Regions from separate parts of the Hordeum vulgare genome. Here region 1 is linked to region 2. Evidence: chromatin contacts called from public Hi-C data. All regions are on one chromosome and are shown on one strand. The core of a region is the stretch at or near the end of the contact, and the rest is flanking DNA. Distances in the headings are between cores, read along the strand shown.

Region 1 (3,598 bases), core at 644-3,143, 420 kb after region 2:
CTTGCCGGACGTTCGACAAGCTCCGGTCGTCCGAATCAAAAGGAAGGGTCGGAAGATCGGACACTATAGAGAGCACGTCAGCGCAACAAAGGGAGATTTTAGCACAGTGTTCGGACGACCGAAGGGCGTCGGCTGTCCGGCGCACGGTCTTCCGGAAGGGCCGGACGTCAGGTCAGTTTGGTTATGTTGGGACGGCGTCGGAATTCCGGGCACATACGGACGTCCGAAGGTTGGTCGACCGGAAGGACCATAAATCCGAGGATTCAATGGTGGTGAGGAAGCTCCGGACTTCCGGGGGCATCAGACATCCGAGAGTTGTGAAGTGTCGGTTCGGAGGCCTCGGATGTCCGAGCCATCGGAGGCCCAAACAATTTAGTGTAGACAGGAACTCAACCATGGGATTTTTCTTAGATTTTTGAGCAAGTCTATCGCGAGAACCAGTGATACCCTCTTAATAGCTCGGGATCCCTATACTCAAGTGTAAACCAGAAAGAGATAGAGCTTTTTGTCTTGTTTCTCCGTACTTGAGTATCGTGAAAGCATCAATTATGATACACACAAATAATCTCATGGGAAGTATCCTGAAATGCACTTGACAGAGGTGATTAGTTCCCTATGTGTATGTTGTCAACAACATCAAAATATGATTAAGGACATGATTGCACTTTCACCTCTGCCCATCTCTTCTTCTCCACCAAATCCAACCCTAATCCTTCATTTTTGCCATCAAAAGGAGTAGATCGGACCATCCCAAAGTTGCTTGAGGTATTCTCCTTCCGTTACTCCAATTTTTTCAATCAAGATTGATTACTGTAGATGCATTTTTTGAAACATGGTGAACCCTAAAATTGGTTGTTTGTGATTTGTCCCCTTTCCCTTCTTCTTCTCCCTCTCTTATTCTTCATGGTGAAACGGTAGAAATATAGTGTGTTAAATCCTAAGATTATTTGTTGCTAAACCTATTATGTAGGATGTTTAAGCCGGATAAATACCCCGACCTTGATGATTATTACGAAAAGAAGCATCGTGTTGTGGTAGTGGAAAGAGGGGAGGTAATTATGTATCTACATTCTTTGATTTTCATATTGTGACAAATTGATAGAAGTAACAAAAAATGTGCGGGGGGTTTTAGGTTCCGTTAGTTCTTCGATTGAGGGGCCACAACCCGCATGAATCTCTCATATATGACCGTCGCTATGAGCCTTATTTTAGAAGAATGGATCTTCTTCAATTTGTGCTCAACTTTAAAGGCACACCACCCCGGCTGAACTCGATGGCCATTACTGCCCTTACGGACCGTTGGAGGCCGGAGACGCACTCTTTCCACCTTGCTCTTGGTGAGATGACCATCACTTTGGAGGATATAGCGATGATCTCCCGGCTACCGATCGAGGGCATGGCTCTTACCGGGAAGGTGAATTCTGAGGGGTGGCGACAACGGGTTGCAGGATTGGTTGGTGTTGAACCACCATCGTGGATTCATGAAACCAAGATGGATTCGAGGACATCCGGTGTGTTGTTCTCATGGTTACAAGAACATTTCTATGAGTGTCCACGGGATGCCAGTCCGGCTGTTGTGGAGAGGTACGCCACGGCTTACTTATGAAACCTTTTGACCCAAGTGGTGTTTCCGCATGGCACGGGGAATACGGTCTCATGGATGTTCTTGGACCCTCTTCGTAACTGGGTTGTTAAGTGGAGTTGGGGGGTCGGCGGCCTTAGCCTTCTTGTACCGGCAGGTAATGGTTACTATGATGCATACCGGATCAGCGTTTCGGGCATGTCACGTCACCGAGTAACGTGGGCTAGCCTGCTAGTGGGCCAGGACAGATTCACGATTTCGGACGGTGTTTTCATATTTCGTAGAAACGCAATCTACTTCGGCGTTTCTGTATTGAACGGGAACACCGTGGTCCATAACGTTGTCAAAAGGATCAGATTATAAAATTCTTCAGTTTCAAGTTCAGTTTGCGTGTATCTTCACTGACAAGATCAGAAGAGTGATTTCGACCGACCCTTGCTACACAAAAATAAAACACGCGCATTGTCAAAAAGAAGAGAGTGCAGTGCGCACCCCTTACTGATCGTGGACGGAGCAGGCAAAACAACCCAACAAGTCCAGAACCTCTGTCCGGCCTGTCCGTCCCTTCGAGAACAACACTTGTTCACGACCACGACTCTTCCCGCCGGGGCCCCGGGCTGCTCGTCCCTGGGCGTGGAGCTCCGACGACGATTTATGTCACGGGTCTCTGCTCATCACTTGAAAAATGAAAAATTCCACCACGGCTCCGTTGTTTTCCTTTGTCCTCCTCTGCCTTGCCTTCCTCCCCAAGAATCGTGGGCACAGAGTGCCCACGCGGTCTCCACCTCGTCAATGCTCCCCAAGAAAACCAGCCAGTGTCTTGCCGGGGAAGCCTTCTCCGGCCTAAATAGCAACATACTCTCTCCGGCTGTACGCAGCAAGCTAATAAACCCCACGCCCCACCCGCGCGCAGGCATGCCTCTCCCGCTCGGCGCCGACCACCTCGCCACGCCCGGCGCGGGCGCGGGCGCCGGCATGGACGCGTCCCTCTCGCTGGCCGGTGCCGCTACCCACGGCCACGGCCAGTACTACCTCCCCCTCAACGAGAACGACTCCCTCGACATGCTCCTCTTCGACGTCCTCCACGAGGCCTCCGCCCTGGCCGCCGCCCCGCCCTCCTCCACCCCTCCCCCGACGAAGACGGCGAGGGCCGTTGCCGCCGGTGGTACCGGCACGGCCGACGGCGGCGGGGCAGGCGCCGCCGGGAGGGCCGGGGAGGAGCGGCCGCACTACCGCGGGGTGAGGCGGCGGCCGTGGGGCAAGTACGCGGCGGAGATCCGGGACCCGGCGCGGCACGGCGCGCGCCTGTGGCTCGGCACCTTCGGCACGGCCGAGGAGGCGGCCGTCGCCTACGACCGCGCCGCGTTCCGCCTGCGCGGCGCCAAGGCGCTGCTCAACTTCCCGACGTCCGTCGCGGCGGACGGGGCGCGCCGCGGCGGCGCCGATGGGGCGAGGTGAACGCTGCGGCGGGGAGGTGAATCCGTGACGCGTGCGTTCCTTCGCTCGCCGATTGTTTCTTTCTCTTATATTATTATATTAGCGGTGCGTGGTCAGTTTCTTAGTTAGGCATCCGACATTGAATTCCATTCTGTAACCGTTCATGCGTGGTGGGTCAATTTGCGTTTGGTGGGTAATCGTCTCTAGCTTCGGGCAAAGGCACAAGATGCTATTTTGGTGATTTCTCTACGGTTATCAACCTGTCAATTGACAATTGTACAGCAGTAGTACTAGTATACAGCTTCATGAAGATAGTTGAGGGGACGAAGAAGATAAGTCATGCATTAACTCTGAGATTTTTTTTTTATTCAAGCTTAATATTTGCTGCTACGCGTCCACCGACGGATGTTTAGTAAACATCCGCCACCTCAACGACCGTTGGATGTATCGATGCAGTCGTCCGATCTACGTTCCCGCATTTAATAGTTCATGAAACAGAGGTCGAGTTGCAGAAACAATAGCCGCGTTGCGAAAATAATAGATGCGGGGACAGATCTCGCGGTGCCTCATCCTCCTCGC
Region 2 (3,155 bases), core at 547-3,046:
TGATCAATTTTCTCATGTCTAAATTTATTCACAGTTTGTCCCAAAAGGACAATACTCCTCTTAAGTTAGCCATTCAGATAATTCTCTAGGATGTGAGAATGGAAAATTAAACTCAATGCCTACCTAAATATCCAGGGAGCCGAGAATGGATATAAGAAAAGCTACAATCTGTGTGTAGTCCAACGCTTGCCTCGGGAGTGGCAAAAACCTATACAAATAGAAATTATCCTTATGAGAAACTCTGAAGAGATATACATATAACTACACTGGAATCTAGTATTCAAGTACGATTGGGTCTCATTTAAAAATTTGTACAAGAATTATTCTTTTTACCAAATGTTCAAACGGATAGAACATCAATAGAAAAGGCATAGATACTTACTTAGTTACTTTGATATATGATAACTGGACTATTAAGAAAGTGATGCGCAAACATTTGGGAAATCTACAAACGAATGTATCACTAACAGGACATAAGTGTGGCATAAATTGATCCGTACCGTTTTCTCTGTGACAACTGCAAATTTCAGCGGAGCAACCATGGCCGCACCTCCACCCATGACAAGTCCATTAACAAGAGCCACCTGTATGAATGCACAAGCGTATATTTTCAGGATAAAACATCTCCAGTATAGGGAATTTTCCTTGAATATGTTACAAGGGCATCACCGTGGTTTTCTTGTATGTATGGATGTGATAGCAGAGCCAGTACATCCTATACACGACCTCGAGGCAGGAATCATCTACAAAGAAGTCATATCAATCAATATCTACAAACAGTCTGAAAATATAAATCACTGATGATGTAAATCAAACATCACAGCACGGCGACTCTGAGAATCCCACCTGATGATCTCCCTTCGTAGAACATCTTTAGGTCCCCGCCAGCAGAAAATGCTCGTCCTGCTCCCTGTTGATCATCAAACCTCACATTCATATCACTTGTGACAACTGACAATTGCTGAATACCACAACAGCTTCCAAACAAACAAAAAATTGTGCAGGACACCGAATTTCAGTACCACGTAATGTTATTGCCGAACATTAAAACTTGTTGAACATGACATTTGGCATTTCCTTTGGATTAGCGAATATATGCTGTACACTGGGTTAAATGCAATCAGTTTCTGTGTTGCGTTAATTTCCTGAGACTTGGCCAACTATGGGAAAACATGATGCTCTTATTTCCTGAGAGTTGGCCAACTATGGGAAAACATGATGCTCTTAAACACCAGCCCTGGTTACCATCCTAAGCAGTATAGCAGCTTAAACATGTTGCGGCATTTGCCGATGAATAGGACGCACCTTGAAGATGACCAGCTTGGCATCGTCATCTTTCTCCCATTTCTCCAAGAGCTGCGCTAGGAGATATACCTAGAAGCAAAGACAAATAAGCAGTCGCGAGCCGGCTTATTAGCATTCCACTGCAAAAAAACACACACTTCTGATCCAGCATCCCCCGAGCCAAGAGCGAGAGGGCGCACCACTCTGTCGTTGATGCCGTTGAGCTGGCGCGGGCGGTTGAGGGTGACCACCCTCGCGCCGTTGATCTCCTGACCGAGCACGACCTGCGCAGAGAGTCGGATTCCCGCGTCATCTCCTCCGGTGAGCTGGTGAGATCGCGGCGAAGAAGAGAAGCAAAGAATCGTGCTGGGGTCGTTACCTCGTCGGGATTGGGTTGTTGTTGAGCCATGGCGAATCTGGAGCTGCAGATTTCTTTGACGCGTACCAGCTCGCGAGGTGAGGCGGGTGCTCAATTGGGGTTGGTGAAGGGGCCATTGGTGTGGGAGGGAAGAAGAAGGGTTAGGGGAGTGGGTTGGTAAGCTAGGAGCCTAGGGCCTTTGGGGTAGGTGTGATCTGAGACGTGTTTGGTACCGGGGGCTTGACTACTAAGAGCATCTTTCGTACAGCCCTCAAACCCTTAAAAATAACCGTTTTTTCTACAGTTTTTATCAGAAAAACGGCGTAGACTAGAACCCTTAAACCCGTAAAAAAAATTAGAGGTCCAACCCTCAAACCCCTTCTCAGCCTGTAGAAGTGAAGGTTGGGAGGGAAAACTCCCCCCAACCCGCACTCCACTTCACACATCGCGCGGGAGGAAAAAACTGCTCCGCCTCCCCAGCTCGTCCCGCGTCCTCGCCGCCATGGAGGCCCCGGCCGCCGCCGCGCCCGCCCCCGCCCCCGGCCCCGTCCTGCAGCCGACCGGGGCCGACGTGGTGGCGGCGACCCACGTCGAGGCCAAGCGGCGGCGAGCGGGCCTTGCACCGCCTCCTCCCGCCCCGGCCGCCGCCGCGCCCGCCCCGGCCACCGTCAAGAAGAGCCGGCCGAAGGTGTCCTCCCGTGGGCCGCGAGGGGCTTCCTCCAAGGCCGCCGGCGCGTCCCCGAAGCGGAAGAAGGTCGCGGCGCTGAAGAAGCCCGCGGCCCCGACCGCCGCCGTCGCCGAACCTCCTGGTGGAAGAGGAGAGGATGATCAAGGTGAAAGAGGCAAAGGTATGGAAAGAACTCATGGTGGAAGAGAATGGGCACATGATGATGTCCAAGAAGGACATGGATCAAGAACAATTGCAATGGTGGAAGGACTACAAGGAGGAAATCGCAGAGAGGAAGAGGATATTTTGTGGTGCGTCCTCTACTCTTCGAGGTGACACTCCGATGAGTGGTGTGGAAGACGCCACCACCGGCGACAATCGAGGTGCTTGATGGACGTGGAAGTGGTCTAGGAAATGGCGTCAAGTGCAACTTTTTGGTGATGGTGCCGATGAGAGGGGGAAGATGATGATTGTGTGATGTAAAAACTATTAAACCATGCATCAATGATCTTTATTTCCGTGTTTGTTTGAAGGTTTATTATGTTTTTCTAGTGAAAATTGTGCAATGCCAAATGACAGTTTTAAGGGTTGGGGTTGGGACAAAGACTAGAACCCTCAAACCCAACCCTTATAACGGAATATTCCGTTATAAGGGTTGATTCCGTTATAAGGGTTGGGTTTGAGGGTTCTAGTCTTTGCCCCTGTTTTTCAACCCTTAAAAGTGTCAAAAATGGCAAATTCTCAACCCTTAAAAGTGGTTTTAGATTTAAGGGTTTGAGGGTTTTACTAGAGATGCTCTAAGTTGGATAGTTTCGTAGCGTCTTCTTTTATTAAATACTGTACACA

Evidence for each region. A called contact is a pair of places that touch in the nucleus more often than the background predicts.
Region 1: a Hi-C map of seedling shows a contact between it and region 2, with 5 times the contacts expected there. The contact joins the promoter of LOC123440257 here to the promoter of LOC123444422 in region 2. A contact is called at or near these places in 1 of 6 Hi-C or Micro-C datasets (seedling) and 1 of 1 datasets of contacts at active chromatin or transcription factors (embryo).

The regions. Positions count from the first base shown.
Region 1 is chr3H:488,477,396-488,480,993 of MorexV3_pseudomolecules_assembly, forward strand. LOC123440257 (ethylene-responsive transcription factor ABR1-like) reads left to right here and starts at 1,894. Exons shown (of 1, transcript XM_045116833.1): 1 at 1,894-3,355. The coding sequence starts at 2,237. The coding sequence ends at 3,040.
Region 2 is chr3H:488,058,753-488,061,907 of MorexV3_pseudomolecules_assembly, forward strand. It overlaps LOC123444422 (3-hydroxyisobutyryl-CoA hydrolase-like protein 5), which reads right to left and starts at 1,797. Exons shown (of 15, transcript XM_045121126.1): 1 at 1,664-1,797; 2 at 1,485-1,568; 3 at 1,306-1,374; 4 at 847-910; 5 at 670-743; 6 at 501-584; 7 at 124-208. The coding sequence starts at 1,693.